Regions from separate parts of the Cricetulus griseus genome. Here region 2 is linked to region 1. The links are chromatin contacts, called in public Hi-C maps. All regions are on one chromosome and are shown on one strand. Each heading gives the region's core, a stretch centred on a gene start, on an enhancer-like site or on the middle of the called end of the contact. The rest is flanking DNA. Distances are from core to core; before and after follow the strand shown. Region 1 overlaps Grhl2 (grainyhead-like protein 2 homolog). Region 2 has its middle 82 kb from the start of Znf706.

Region 1 (7,527 bases), core at 2,018-4,517:
AGACAGGTGAACCATAGCGGCAACAGGGCCTCTGTGTTTGCTCCCCAAAGGGGTCTGGCCTTCCCTGGATTCCCATAGCCACAGAAATGTAAGATCTTAAAGAAACAAATGGCTAACTGAGGTGCCTATTTAACCAGCAGCAGACGCTGGCCAGTGCTCCCAGCATCCCTCAGTACCTATGGCTCTGCCCAGCACTTCTCAGCCTGCACCCCACCCTAAACCTCTCCCTCCCAGGGGAGGGCGAAGGGCTTCCCATCCCCCAGTCTGATCCCTATATAACAGCCATTTTGGCAATGTGGTTCTCTTGGCCTGTTAGCCTGGGTTGTATCTGTTGGTTGAAGACTCCTCTCTGGCTCTCCCTCTCCCTCTCTCCTCTCATGGTCTGCTGGCCATATTCAGCCTGGCCTCTTCTCTCTGCCTGTTTTCTCCCTTACGCTTACAGTAAAAGTCTTCTCCATGCTACTTTAGAACTGGTCACGTCCCCTCTTTTCACTTCAGGTTTTTTCATTCATTAGCCATCTTGAGACTGTAAAGGTCACCCTGGCAAAAGGAAGATCCCCCAAGGACAAGTGTCTTTAAGAGAGCTCAGTGTTGAGCACAATCAGAATTAAAGAAATTTCAAAGCCTCCTGCTGGGCAGCGGTGGCACGCACAGAGGCAGATGCAGAGACAAGCGAGTCTCTGTGAGTTCAAAGCCAGCGTGGTCTACAGAGGGAGTTCCAAGACAGCCAGGGCTACACAGAGAAAAACCCTGTCTCAAACCTCCCCCACCCCCACCCCCAAAAAAAGAAGAAGCAAAGAAAATGGGAAGCCTCTTTCTGAACTGATGGGGCAGGGTACAGGGTCTGTTTGGAAGTGTAGCCTCTTGCCCCTGTTACTTCTAAAGCTTAACAGTGAGCCTTTGGGGAATTGTATCTGTGTGCTGTGGAGACATTTGTGTTTGGGTGGACAAGAATAGCCAAGTCAGTATAGGACATCCATGTAATCTCTTCGAATGCTGTCACTGTGGCTGGGAATGGGCAGGCTACTCCCTTCCCATATCCTCTCAGAGGCTTCCAGTAGCACTGGGAGTGGGGGTGGGGTGTGTGCCAATCCCAGGCCTAGGTGTATAACAGCTACCTGAAATGCCCCAGGTTGAATCATTCTAGCCATCAGCTTGGATATGTATAAGAACTCTTTTGTTCTGATTTTTTTTTATGACTTTTGCTATATTGGATTTTGTTTCTTCTTAAACAGTAGGCCATAAATGTTAACACTGTGTTCTCACCACCTCAAAATTCAGTGTGACATTCTTCTGCCTCTCAGGGACCTCCTTAGTAGCATCTAGCTCTTCCCAGAAAGCAACCTTTAAAAGCTCCAGCTAGCCAATGTCCTGTCCTTCTGCTATGCAAAGCGATTGACAACAGGCTGCTCACAGGACAGCCAGGACCTCTAGGCAGGATCCCTTCTGACTCTCTCACTCAGAATCCAGAGTCACAGGGAACCCAAAGGTACTGTGAATGGGGCTCAGGCCAAGCAGTACCAAGCCGCTAGGCCGCTTTGGTGAGGATGACAAACTCTAAAAGGTCACACATCTCCTCAGAGTCTGCCTTGGGTATGACACTGAGGGGATGAGTGAGATTGTCAGGCCAGCCAGGCTGGGGCACTATCTTCCTAAAGATTCTGAGAGATCTTGCCAAGGGACTACGTCAGGCTGTCAGGGTGATAATCAGAGACGTGACAAGCAGCAGGACAGTCTAACTCATTTACTGCCCTTCTGGAAGATATGGGGACCTCACTTCATGTGAAGTACAGCTACATGCTTGGGAGCTTTTTTAAAAAAGAAAAAGAAAAAAAAAAATGGCCAGAAGGGCTGGAGAGGGGACTCAGTTGTTGAGAGCACTGACTGCTCTTCCAGAGATCCTGAGTTCAATTCCCAGCAACCACATGGCGGCTCACAACTGTCTGTAATTCCAAGATCTGACACCCTCACACAGACATGCATGCAGGCAAAACGTCGATGTACATAATATAAGAATAAATAAATTTTTAAAAATCTCAGTTAGTGTGGCCAAAAACAGATCTGGTGGGTGCTAAGAAACCTCTTTTCTCCACACAGTTAAGCAACCTTAAGGAAGAAAGGAGTGTGTGTGTGTGTGGGGGGGGGCTCAGCCATCAATTAACATACGAGGCCAGTGGGCAGCTCAATTAGTGGCTTCGGAGCACAGGGCACAGACACACTGGTACCCTAATTTTGTTTTTAATCGAGCAACATCGTAACTAGCTCTCCTGTGGATACGCAGTTCTCATCATTAAACTTGTAGCATCCGCATAACGAAACTGTCACCATGACCCAACTATTATTGAACATTTGTTTGGTTTTAAGTCCTTCATTTCATTTGGAGGCATAACCATAGGACTTAGTTTTATGAAGGAAGATCTAACATATGTTTTTTCATCATTCAGATGACAAATTGATCTATACAGTCAATGAGAGCTATTAATTTACTAAGAAAAAAAAATTGTTGACAGGGTCTCAATTTCTCCCCGCTGGGTTGGTGTGGGACGTTATTGATGCAGTTTTACTTCTCACCACTAGGTGGCGATATGCGCCCTGATAGAGTCAGCTACGTGCAGGAAAACACAACTTCTTCCAGGCAGGTGATTAGCTTTCTCCTGTTGCTCTGTCAACAATTTTCTTTGTTTGCCTTAGTCAGTATTCTCTCCCGAGCACCAGCAAGGGCGCGCCGGGCGACAGGAGGGTGTGAGCATGGGTCTTACCTGTCCAGTCCTCTGCAGGTTTGCAAAGTGGACATCTGGGATGAACAGTACCGGCTGCGAGTGCAGGTCCGGCATGGTTTTGAAGTAGGTGATGTCACTCTTCTTCTGTAAAGGTAAGGCGGCCAACTTCCCATCAGAGGCTGCGTGCAAACACAAAGCCGGTGAACAGGGTTCCGTGTGTCTGAGAAGTCTCGGCTATCAATCCGCCTTAGCCAAAATCCACGACATGACAAGGCTTTCAATAAACAGACCCAATAAACAAAACAGAAACTGTGGGCTCCTAGAAAGTACTGTGTGTGGATGGAAGGCTTCTCACCTCCTGCTGCACGCCCTGAGTCCTGAGCTTAAGACGCCTGCTTGCTTGCCTATGAATGACACCCCACCCACGCACCCAGTCTCTTCTGCCAGGGCAAAGCAGGCCATGTCTTAGACTAGCTTTGCACCTTCCCCTGTAGCCTGCTTCCTTCTGTCTGTCTTCTCAAAGGACCCAGCTGGCTGCAGTCTCCCCTTAGCAGTCTGGGCAGGGGGTGGGGGTGACTCACAGTTGTTGCACTGCGTTTGGGAGGCCTGGCCCTTCCCTTTCTTCCTGTTCTGCTTTCTCTCTTCATCACGGATTTTTCTTTCTGCTCCCTGAGAGGGAAAACAGAGACCAAGCGGGGTATGTTCTCAGAGCGTGCAAGGATATTGACAGACAGACAGACAGACAGACAGACAGACAGACACACACACACAGGCACATGTGCTCTCTCTCTCTGTCTGTCTCTCTCTCTCTTACACACACACACACACACACACACACCATAAAAATGGGAAACTAAACAAGGAAAGGAGGCCAGGAAGCCTCAGCTCCCTCCTGCAAGTGCAACCCTCCGGTCTACATGCTACACACTGACCTGTGAGAGATGCCAGCGACCCAGCTTGCCTCCTAGCCCTGTCTCAGGCCTATTTTATGAACTTGAGCTTCGAATCCATGTGGAAAGAACCAGCTTAGTTTTCTAGCTCAGTGTCACTCTAACAGAATGGCCTAGGCACTGGCACACTGGGTCCTAGGCACAGACAGCTTTCAGATGCATATGACCCGCTCTGTGCAAGTTTTTCTCTGCTTACGGTTATGAACTTTAAAAATAATCACCACAGGAAGAAATAAAGGCATGCTCTTCTCTGAGGTGTAGCCACACAAAGGTGAGGGATCACTCTGCACACGGGAGCATCAATGTCGCCCTACATGCTTGAACACGGTGTTCATACCACACAGAAGCGTGCACCCACTTCCTTCGGCACGCCTGCTGTTCGTAATCGGGCTTTCTTATTGGCCAAACTCAAGGCCACTTACTAAGCCTTATCCTGCTTCACTAGCTGACCAGCCGTCCCTCACGGCCGGCATGATTTGCTGTTCATTTTTCTTGTTGGCTGCTTGTTAGCTTATTTCCCTCCTCTCATGATCCCAAGGTGGTTTCCTCTTGCTTTCTTTCTTCCGGCTTCGGGAGAACTCACCAGCACCGTGTATTCACAGCGCCCTAGACAGTGACATTCGTGGGACATCCAGGCCTAAGTTTCTTCCCAAGGTCTCGGTCCATATTAATAATAGCCCCCCCCCAACCCCAAGTAGCTATTTAAGAGACAGTGTCATAGAAAGCACCGGGCAACCTCCAACCTTTAGAAATGGCCTGAAACTATCACAGACAAAACAGTCTTGATATAAAATGCACTCCCTCCAGAGCAAGCAAGAAACGAAGGAAGGAAGGAAGGAAGAAAATATTACATAAACTGGGCATTGGTGGCACACACCTTTAATCCCAGCACTCGGGAGGCAGAGGCAGGTGGACCTCTGTGAATTCGAGGCCAGCCTGGTCTACAGAGTGAGTGCCAGGACAGACAGCTCTGAGCTCTCCAGGAGTTGACTTTACCCTCACCAGTTTCCCCCAGAACATGACTTCTCCCTGGAACAGAACTTTACTGTGTAACTTCTCATGGAAAACAACATGACAATATTCGGTCTGTTTGCTCACACCCATCAACTCGGGCCTGCAGAATGTGCCGTCCCACACTTCTCTGCTCTGCAGTGAGCACCTTGTGCAATCTCTCTTTTGTAAAGCAGCTCCATTATTCGCCCTCTAAGCAGCTGGTATCACACGGGTCTTCAAATGATCCATGCTGCCCTTACAGTTGGGTCAATCTCTTACAGGGGTCCACTTACACTTGGGCGATCTCTTGTACTGACCCTCAGAGTTTACATTTTGTTACTGTAACTATTATGTCTCTCCTATAGTATCAGGAGATGAGAGCACTATGTGCGCTGAGTGTGTAAGAACTGATGAACTTAATTTTGTAGGTGTGATTGCTGTTCCCAAAAGTCTAGGTGAGGCCCCAGGCAACACATCAAATGTCAGGATTACACTGATGTATTCTAAGATAGTATCCACACCCTGTGACTGTTCTAGATCTGTCATTTCAGCTGTGTATTCGACCAAAGCACAGACGCTCCCCTTGTTCCAGACCAGAGAGTTCATGTCTGAAGTAAAGCCTTTAACACCGGTGACATCATGAGGCTGATCCCTCATGATTCCTGTGCCCTTATTGAAGGGACCAGCTCCCCATTTTGGCAGCCATAACAGCTGAACATGTGCTTGTCTGACCTTGTCTTAGTCACTAAGGTCAGATGCCTGCCTCGTGGCAAGGAACCAATCAGAAGTTAGCTGGTAGTGCTATGCTTTACGGCTCTGGGTGTGCTTTACGGACAAGTGCACAGCAATGACGCGCAGAGCATAGCAACCACCCTGGGAGGGCCTATGGGCCATAACAACCAGTTGACCAATCAACACAGGGCAAGCCCTCCAAGCCTGGAGGCACACCAATCCTGAGCCTGTGCGTACCCCTAGACACTCCCCTTACGCTGCCCTACAAGATCTCTATGCAGCCAGTTCAAGCTGTCTTTTCTAGCCATCCACCATGGCTGTGGGTGAAAGACCCGAGCTAACACGGGGTTAACTCGTTAAACAACAATAAAGCCTCATGCAGTTTGCATCAACCTTTCGAATCTGCCTGGTGATTGGGGTGAGCGAGGTCCTGGGCTGAGATCCTGGAGGCCTGAGCTTTCTAGGGGTCTAACATTATGAAGAGACACAAAGCACAGGAGAGCTCTTATCTTTCTGTCCCATGTGAGGACAAGGTAAGAAGGGGGCAGGCAGCAAGCAAAATGACCCTCACAGGAACCCCACTCCTCAGTCGTGGGTCTCAAATCCCCAGAACTGTAAAGGGTAAGCTTCTGATGCTCACACCACCTAGCCCATGGTATTTTGTTTTAGTGATCTGAGCACTAAGCCGTAGGGCAACACCAGTCATTAAATGAATGGTAGAAATGGCAGTCTGAAAACAGAAGCCAAAACAAAGGGCAGTGGGCGGGTGACTCCTTACATATCTAACAGGACTTGAGAACGAGAGACTTCCACTTGCATGTGATCGAGAAATGATTCTTTAGTCACCGCTAGTCAAGGAACAGTGACAAGGGAGGAACGCCGTTAAAAGCGACACCTAGTCCTAACAACAGGCTGTCATCTGACAGGCTGTCATCTCGGCTCACCTTGTCACAGAAGACCTTGATTTGACAGTACGCTCTGTGGATGGGTTTGTTGCTGCGGTTGTTATAGCTGTATGTGTCGATCTGAATCATCAAAGGGAGTCCTTTCACGCCCTTTTGGGAGGAGAAGTCTGTACTCAAGCAATTCACTGTGATGAAAATCTGGGGGGAGAAAAAGAAGAAAGTTCACAAACCACTGTACAGCGGATCTCCGGGGAGGTACCAGCAGCCGTGTGAAGAATGAGAACTCCTGCGTGGACCCATGGGGACAGCTGGCAGATATCCAGCACTTTCCCACAGAAACCTAGTGGATATACAGATGTACATTATACGACTGTAAACTTCTTTTCTTCAAGACCGGAGTCCCTGTGTAACCCTGGCTGTCCTGAAACTCTGTAGACCAGGCTGGCCTCGAACTCAGAGTTCCACCTGCCTCTGCCTCCCAAATGCTGGGATTAAAGGCGTGCGTCACCACTTCCTGGCAAGAAAAGTCATCTTAAAAAAAATTAAAACAGCCCGGCATTGGTGGCACAAGCCTTTAATGCCAGCACTCAGGAGGCAGAGGCAGACAGATCTCTGTAAGTTCGAGGCCAGCCTGGTCTCCAGAGCGAGTGCCAGGATAGGCTCCAAAGCTACACAGAGAAACCCTGTCTCGAAAAAAAAAAACAAAAACAAACAACAACAACAACAACAAAAAGCCAAGCCAGGCGGTGGTGGCACACACCTTTAATCTTAACACTCAGGAAACAGAGGCAGATGGAACACTTAAGTTTAAGGACAGCCCTGCCTACAGAGTGAGTTCCAGGACAGCCAGGTCACAAAAAGAAACCCTGTATCAATAAATAAATAGATAGATAGATGGTGATAGATAGATAGTGATACATACACAAATAAATAGACTGTAAACTCCTAAACAATTTGGTTTCATATTTGACTTTGAAATGGACAATCCAAATAGCCTTCTAGAAAGTACACCAAAGCGTTATTCTCTTAGTCATAAATGAGTTAAGTAAAACATTGTTTTCTCAATGTGTCAAAATTGTCACTTCTAGAGCTGGAGAGATGACTCAGCTGCTCTTGCAGAGGACCCAGGTTCAAGTTCCCAGGACCCACATGGTGATGGCTCACAATTGTAACTCCAGTTCTAGGGGATCTGACACCAACTTCTGGTCTCTTGTTAGCCGAAGTGGT
Region 2 (7,527 bases), core at 3,588-6,087, 170 kb after region 1:
CTGGAAGAGCAGTCGGTGCTCTTAACCTCTGAGCCATCTCTCCAGCCCCTCATGTGTGCTTTTAAAGACATTCTTTTCAAAATAGCTTTAGTTTGGGACTAGGGTTGTAACTTACCTGACGTGCACGAGGCCCTGAATGCCATCCCCGTCACTGGAGGGAGGGAGGTGCGTGTTCATTCTTTAGTTGATCAATTCAGAGAAAGACGAAGAAGAAATGAATATATAGATCACCCTCCTGCCACCTCCCATGGCATCCTTCGGTGAGTACCATTCCAGCAATCCCCGGGGCACAGATAGGAACTGCTTTGTAAACTTGGGCAAGAAAGCAAATTGTAAAGGGAATCACACGGTTACCCCACCCAGATCAATTAGAGAGAAGAGAAACTTCGGGGGCTGTAAATGGCCTTTCTGGTCACTCTTGATGCGAGGAGTGTCCTGATAAAGGCATAGTTGGGATTAGTAAGGCAGAGGCTCTTCTGACGCTGTTGTCCACCTGGCTCTGGGGTGGGAGGCAGATAAATGGAGGAGCAGTTTGCTTCCCCTGGGGACTTTTTGATAGAGGGGGCCACAGAATGAAAGTAGAGGCCATGACGTGGCCAGGAGGAAGGGAAGGTATCCGGACAATGATCTGGACACCTGTCTCAGCCTTGATGGAGGGCAGGGTTGGGGAGAGAAGGAAGCAGAGTGCATTGGCCTATGAGTTCTTAAACAACCTCACAGCTTCTCCAGGACTTTAAGAAGGAACGTTTCCATCTTAGGGTTCTGCCCTTGGAAACTGAGCATAGAGATGGAATACTGTTTGTTGTGTGGCTCCTTCTCCAATAGGTTTCTCAGTTTTTCACAAAAAGGTAGTAACAGTTATGGGCAGGGTTAAAAGTGCAAACCCTGGCATCTCCCCAGGGATGCTGCCCTGCTGACCAGGGTAACTGGTTTATCACTGATCATCCAAGGGGGTCAAGGACGCCCTGAGACCAGGCAGGATGCAGGAGCAACTCCCCAGGCATCGCGCCTTTTCAAGTGTGAGGGTGTGAGACTTTTCAAGTGTGAGGGTGTGAGACTTCAGCCATCCAAAGTGAAAGCGCTCAGAGGCAAGTGTCTCCTTAGAGACATTGTCATCGCAAGGTCTCTAACCGAGGTAGAGGTTAACATTCGCTGTCACTGGCTAAAAACAGGGAGCAAACCAAGCCATCGGTAGTTCATAGTTTCAAACACGTGTGTTCCACCTAGCCCATCAGCTTCACATATAACAGTCTGTTTAACGCTCGTAACTCTATAAGGCTGGTGTTGGTACCATCATTAGCCACATTGTATAGGCGAAGAAATGGAAACAAAGGACATTGGTTACACTACTCGGAGCTAGAGAGCAGGGCTCCAAGGGTTGATCTGTGAAAAGGGCCTGGTGACAAGCACCTGACCCATGAATACCAAGGGGCAACTAAAGTCAGAGTAGAGACCAGGTTTCTTTGCAATAGATGTCTGGTCCTCACTGTAAGAACTAGGACTAGTTCAGGTGACTTCAGAAAGTTATAGCTCACCTCAGTTCACCATCAGTTAATGGGTGCTGGGTGTTGACCCCCTGACCTTGCAGCAGAGTGTATACTTGGTTTCAGAAAGCACAAAAAGGGGAAGGTGTATGTGTGTGTGAAGGCATGGGTGTGCGTAAAGGAATTTGTAAGTGTGAACGTGTGAGTTTCTGTGAGTGGGACACTTGTGATTGCGTGAGTTCCTGTATACATATGTGAAGATGGTATGTAAGCATGGGTGGGTGCGTGAATCTGCTGAGGGTACATGTGTGTGTACATGGAGCCAATGTGGACATAAATTTGTAGGACTACATGAATATGCATATATGTATATATATGTATTTATTATATATGTGTGTGCATGTATACAAAGGCATGGATATGTATGGTCTAAGTATAAGTCTGTGCATGCATGCAGACGTATCTGTTTGTATAACGGGTGTGTGGGAGTGTGTGAGCGTGTTGCTATGTGTGCCCACGTGTGCTGCTCCCAACTTCCTTCACTTGCCACAGGATCAGGTGGCCCTTGAGAAGAAAGGCCATCACTCCACACTGTTACGAGAAACTGCCGAGTTGCCCGTGGCAGCACCAGCCACCCTCAACACCACGGCTCCGACGCCACTCCCTCGGGTCTGGTGGGGTTTCCTTCTCTCCTGGCTGGTTAGTGAAGTGTTCAGTCACACAGAGAGCTGATGTGTGCCCGGTTTGGAATCTGACGGACTTGGCCTCTAATTCATGCTCGATGAGGGACTGAGTAAATCACATGACCTCTCCGGCCCTCCCCTCTCCCTGTCTATCAAAGTACAGCAAGAGCACTCAGGGTGGAAACATGGTAAATGACAATGCCGTCAGGATGAACAAGGAATATCTTTTCTGGACGTTTCTTTCCCCCACCCCCCACCTCCAGGTTGCTACTTTGAGCTTAATCCACAGCGAAGCCAGGCTCCCTGGGAGGTTTGGAGGAGGTCTGTGGCTCATCTTAATGACCCATTAGGCCTCTTTGGAAGCCATTGACAAATAAAGCCCTGGGGTCACCAAGAGTTAAGGCACTAGGGCTGGGAAGCACAGCTTGCAGAGGTCAGCCTTGCGTTCTTCAAGAGGGACCAGCGAAAAGCACCTGTTAGGCAACAAACCCCACTGCCAGCTGAAAATCCCGACTAGAGCGAATGACGCCTGTTTAAAAAAAAGAAATACTACACCTGGGCCTGACTCTTCAAGGACTCCCCTCCGCTCCCCTCCCCGAAATGAAATAAAGAGAGGCCGCCTCAGCAGGGAGACCGCGGTGGCCCTGGGGTGGAAAAGCCAGGCGGAATAAGGACGGAGTGGCCGCCAGGCCACCTGCCCGGGAGGCGGGACATGAGTCAATAAAGCCACTTAAGCAAACAGCCCAGCTCAGTTTGCACAGTGGTTAAGACTTGTGAGCCGAGGAGCTGGAAGCCGGCACACATCCTCCGTTAAGTGCGAGCCAAGCTCCCAGCCCAGACCTTTGTTTACACGACTCCTCTCATGGGAAGATGGCGGCTCGCCCGGTGCGGGGCAGTGGTGGGCGAGCCGGGCCACGGGGCGGGGGCTGCACCCCGGGGTGGCTCCCCTGCCTGCAAACTCACACCGTGGGGCTGGGTCCCGTTATCCTGATGAAAACAGAGGCTGCGTGGAGAGAGTCGGGAGGGGGAGGAGTCAGGGGAGACCTCCATCACTTGTCACTTAAGACACACGTGGGATAGTCGCCAGGGGGCTTGAGAAGAAGAAGATGACTGCACGTCTGGGCCAAAGTTCCCTGTCAATCTTCAAAGCAGGCCTCGGTGCCCCAGCAGCGACACAACCTCCCTTTCCATCCACGGGTGCTTAGAACATGCTTCCAGCCCGGTTTTGAATGGAAACACTCTAGGATTGTCTGTGGCTGTCTCTTTTTTGTTTGGTTTTAGAGACAGGGCTTCCCCGTGTAGCCCTGGCTATCCTGGAATTCGCTCTGTTGACCAGGCTAGCCTTGAACTCAGAGAGATCCACCTGCCTCTGCCTCCCAAGTGCTGGGATTAAAGGTGTGCGGCTGTGGCTATCTTAAGTGTGGTGCGCGGTGTGATGCGTTAATGAACAAGCTATGCTTATGACTGGTTACCATGAACACATCTTGGTGAAGAGCGGAGGAGGTGGCTCTCAGGATAACCTGCCCTGTGAGCGCTGAGAAGAAAGTAGACCAATGCCCAAGGGCACAGCTCCCATGTAGAGCCAGGCAATGCTTCGTGCATGCCCGCTGTCCCGCTGATACATGTCTCTCTGGCCCTCAGGAGGCTGAGGCATGAGGATGGCCATGAATTCGAGGTCTGCCCGGGCTACATCGTGAGTGAGACCTTATCTCAGGAAAAAAAAAAAAAAAAAGTTAAGGGGACAGAGGTGGTGGTGATGCATGGGTTCTGAGAATTACAACGGCATCAGCCTTAACCAGGACGAAGAACCTTGGTGTTTTCTGCTTTAAAATTTTGTCTCCTAAACCAGGCAGTGGTGGCGCTCGCCTTTAATCCCAGCATTCGGGGAGACAGAGGCAGGTGGATCTCTGAACTGGAGGCCAGCTTGGGCTACAGAGGGAGTTCCAGGGCAGCCAAGGCTACACAGAGAAACCCTGCTCCAAAAAACAAACAAAACAAAAACAAACGCGCAAACCAAAGAGTTCTTTCCTTTGCTCAAGATCCCCATTCCTTCTCAGCAGTGATTTTTAATGAGGGAGCTGGGTTGCCCTCACGTGACCTTTGTCAGTACCTGGAGATGCTTAGTGATTGCAGCCAAGGTTGGAGTGCCACTGTAGGTGGGGACCAGGGATGTGGCTGAATATCCCACAATGCACAGCTCCCTACATCAAAGTTTCTCCAGCTCCAAATGTCAACAGGGCCGAGGCTGAGCCGCACTTTCATGTCATGGTGTTGTTAAAAAGTATCTATTTAACTAAGTCACAATACAGTCTGATTGGCTGACAGGCCACACAGAGACCTTCTAGGGCGAGCTGACTTTAAACGAGGTTTCTGTTTGATGGAGAGCTTTAAATTAGTCTCTCTACCTCTTTCTCCCGCCCTCCCTTTCCCCCCCCCACACACACCCCCACACATTTTCCCTCCTTCCCCCCCCCCTCTCTCTCTCTCTCTCTCTCACACACACACACACACACACACACACAGTTCTGGGAGAAATCCTTTGTATGTGTGTTCGGGAGGCCCTCCCAGTTTTTCCTATGAGGTTGCTATGACATCCACCTACTCCATGGCTGTAGATAGACCAGCCCTGCCAAGTATTCCTGTCCAAGGCTGAAGTGAAGACGCTGGTGTGAAGTCTCCACCTACCTGCAGTTGCTGGAAACACAAATACTGACCGACAAACCACTCATTTGCATGACCATGTGATAGGCGAGCCTGGAACTTAGTCATAAACAGGTCAGGGGCTGCCCTGATCACTGTCCCTGCCCAGCGCATTTCCAGCTATATAATGTACAACTGCCTGTGTTGGGTCACACCTCCTTAGTCTTAGTGACAAACACAAACCAGCAGGAGGCTTTACAATGTTCTATGGCCAGGTTGACCCTACAACTTGTAACAGGAACCTTTAGTGGTGACACCATCCATCAGTGTGTAAGTTTATTTTTCTGAGGGGTAGCATCCACATACAATGTGCACACGCCTCAAGCGATCCCACATCCAGGAGTCTCAGAAGAAATGAAAGCAGGGTATCAAAAAGAATCTGGACATCCATACTCACAACATCGGTCTCTGTAGCTTAAAAACACAGTGTCCACCACCATAGGTACAAACAGAATGTGGTCCAGACACATACAAAAGAATATTGCTGGAGCTGGGCGGTGGTGGCAGGCGGATCTCTGCGAGTTCAAAACCACCCTGGGGGGCTGGAGAGATGGCTCAGAGGTTAAGAGCACTGGCTGCTCTTCCAGAGGTCCTGAGTTCAATTCCCAGCAACCACATGTGACTCACAACCATCTATAATGAGATCTGGCGCCCTCTGCTGGCGTGCAAGCATATATGCAGGCAGAACACTGTACTATAATAAATAAAATCTTAAAAAAAATAAAAACTAGAACAGTGCTCAACCTTAGAATTTACGACGATCAGTAAAACACAGGCGAAACTTTATGTCAAGGAAAGTAAGCCAGTGACAAAGAGACAAGCAGTGTGTCATTCTATTTTTATGAAAATCCTAGTCAATTTCAGAGGGACAGAAAGAACAGGAGCTGGGAGTGGGTGGGGACTGAGTAATTCATAAAGTGCCCGTTTTTCACAATAGTGTGAACTCATTCACTGATACTAACCTGGGCCCTCAGAATGGTGAGTTTTTTTGCTTGCTTGCTTGCTTGCTTGTTTCTTGAAACAGGCTCTTACTATGTAGCCCTGGCAGGCCTGTTCTTCACTGGTCTAGAAAATAAAAGGCCAGAGTCAGATATGGAGGGAAAGGCTGAGAGATCAGAGAGAAGGAGCAAACCACAGCCACACCTTACCTCCTCATCATCTCAGCAGAGAAGAGAGCGATTTCCTGTTTCTCCCTGCTTACATCCTGTTTCTGCCCAGCTACGTCACTTCCTGTCTGTCTGTACAGACCTCCAGACCTCTATGGTTAGCTAGGGGCAAGCTCCATCCTCTGACCCCCAGACAGGCTTTATTTCTGCAAGAAAGATATCGCCACAGTAGCCCATTTCCAGTATTACTCACCAGAGTCCCTTGAGAACGACATTCATCTCTTCTGGACGGCACCTACCAGACCTAATGACCCTTCACTATGTCCCATCCTTTAAGGCTGACACTAAACCTCCAAGACACAACTCGTGGATGGAAGGTTCCGTCTAGATTCCAGCCACAAGGCCTTCTCATGATGAGCAGAGGTAGCTGGCTGTGGCTTTTACAGGAGCGTTTCTCTCCTCGTGACACTTCCCAGGCACAGATTTCTCCCATCGGGGCCACAAAGAGCCTTTTTGTTCTTGTTCCATGCAATCAACAAAGTCTTCTCTGTGTCCAGCCAGGAAAAGGAGGAACCCTGTAGCTTAATTAGGATGAATCTACTCAACGTCTCTCGGAGAGACATGTTGTTCCATCTTCGAGAACACTAAAATGGCTGAGAGGAGACAATTAACGTTGCTGTGAGAACATCAAAATCCTCTGACATTTCAGAGCTGACATTTTCAGCATCAACCTTTCTATGACAAGATATTTATCATTTAATAAGTCTGGGATTTGGATGTAAAGACGGTGTGTAACAGGCCTGGAGACTGAGTAGAAGAAGGGTTAGGAAGAAGAAAGCCAGTACATTTCTGCTGAGAAAAATGTTAAGAAAGACACACTCCTGGGTGTTACTTTGTCTGTGTGGCTCAGGTTGGACAGTGTCAGCTGGAGGGAAACACTTAGATGTCAGAGGAGCAGGAGCAAGGATAGTGTAGACAGACGGACTCTCTCCAACACTAAGTTCTAGACTTCTTCACTATTTGCCTCCATCCAAACTCACCCAGAATGAAAATACTCATTTCATTCCCATACGTCCTACCGGGATGTCCAAACAGACACAGACTCGAGTGGAAAGCTATAGGTATGTCTTCACAACAACAAAAACTTGTTAACTAAGGGATTCCATACCCTCCTTCCTCTATTAATACTGGTTAGGACTCTTTTATGAGTAAAATTTTCACCTCTTTTTCTTTTATTCTCTGATGTTTAGACCCAAGAGAAATGGAAATGATCACAGATCAAAGGAGGCCTTATGATTAAAAAATTAACGTGTGTGTGTGTGTGTGTGTGTGTGTGTGTGTGTGTGTGTGTGTGTGTGTGAACACACAGGTGGGTTAGAATGTGTGTTGCACAAGTAAATGTAAGAGGACAACCTTGAGTGTCATTCTTCAGACCCTTTACCTTCTGTTTGAGACAGAAAAAAAAGTTTCTAGGCCCCAAGCAGGCAAAGCCTGTCTGAGCTCCCAAGGATGGCCCTGTTTCTGACTCCCATCTCGTCATTGCTGGGATCACAT

Evidence for each region. Hi-C and Micro-C count contacts between places; a contact is called where the count stands out from the background.
Region 2: a Hi-C map of liver shows a contact between it and region 1, with 4 times the contacts expected there. The contact joins two enhancer-like sites. A contact is called at or near these places in 3 of 8 Hi-C or Micro-C datasets (the CHL-YN cell line, fibroblasts and liver).

Annotation. Positions count from the first base shown.
Region 1 is chr10:14,275,859-14,283,385 of CriGri-PICRH-1.0, forward strand. It overlaps Grhl2 (grainyhead-like protein 2 homolog), which reads right to left. Exons shown (of 16, transcript XM_027431486.2): 9 at 6,340-6,498; 10 at 3,302-3,389; 11 at 2,760-2,899. Among named protein-coding and RNA genes, the nearest start is that of Grhl2, 65 kb to the right of the region's middle. Within about 2 kb of position 3,268, at least 1 of the 6 cell types and tissues checked has open chromatin away from gene starts, as enhancers often do.
Region 2 is chr10:14,445,959-14,453,485 of CriGri-PICRH-1.0, forward strand. No RefSeq gene overlaps it. Among named protein-coding and RNA genes, the nearest start is that of Znf706, 82 kb to the right of the region's middle. Within about 2 kb of position 4,838, at least 2 of the 6 cell types and tissues checked have open chromatin away from gene starts, as enhancers often do.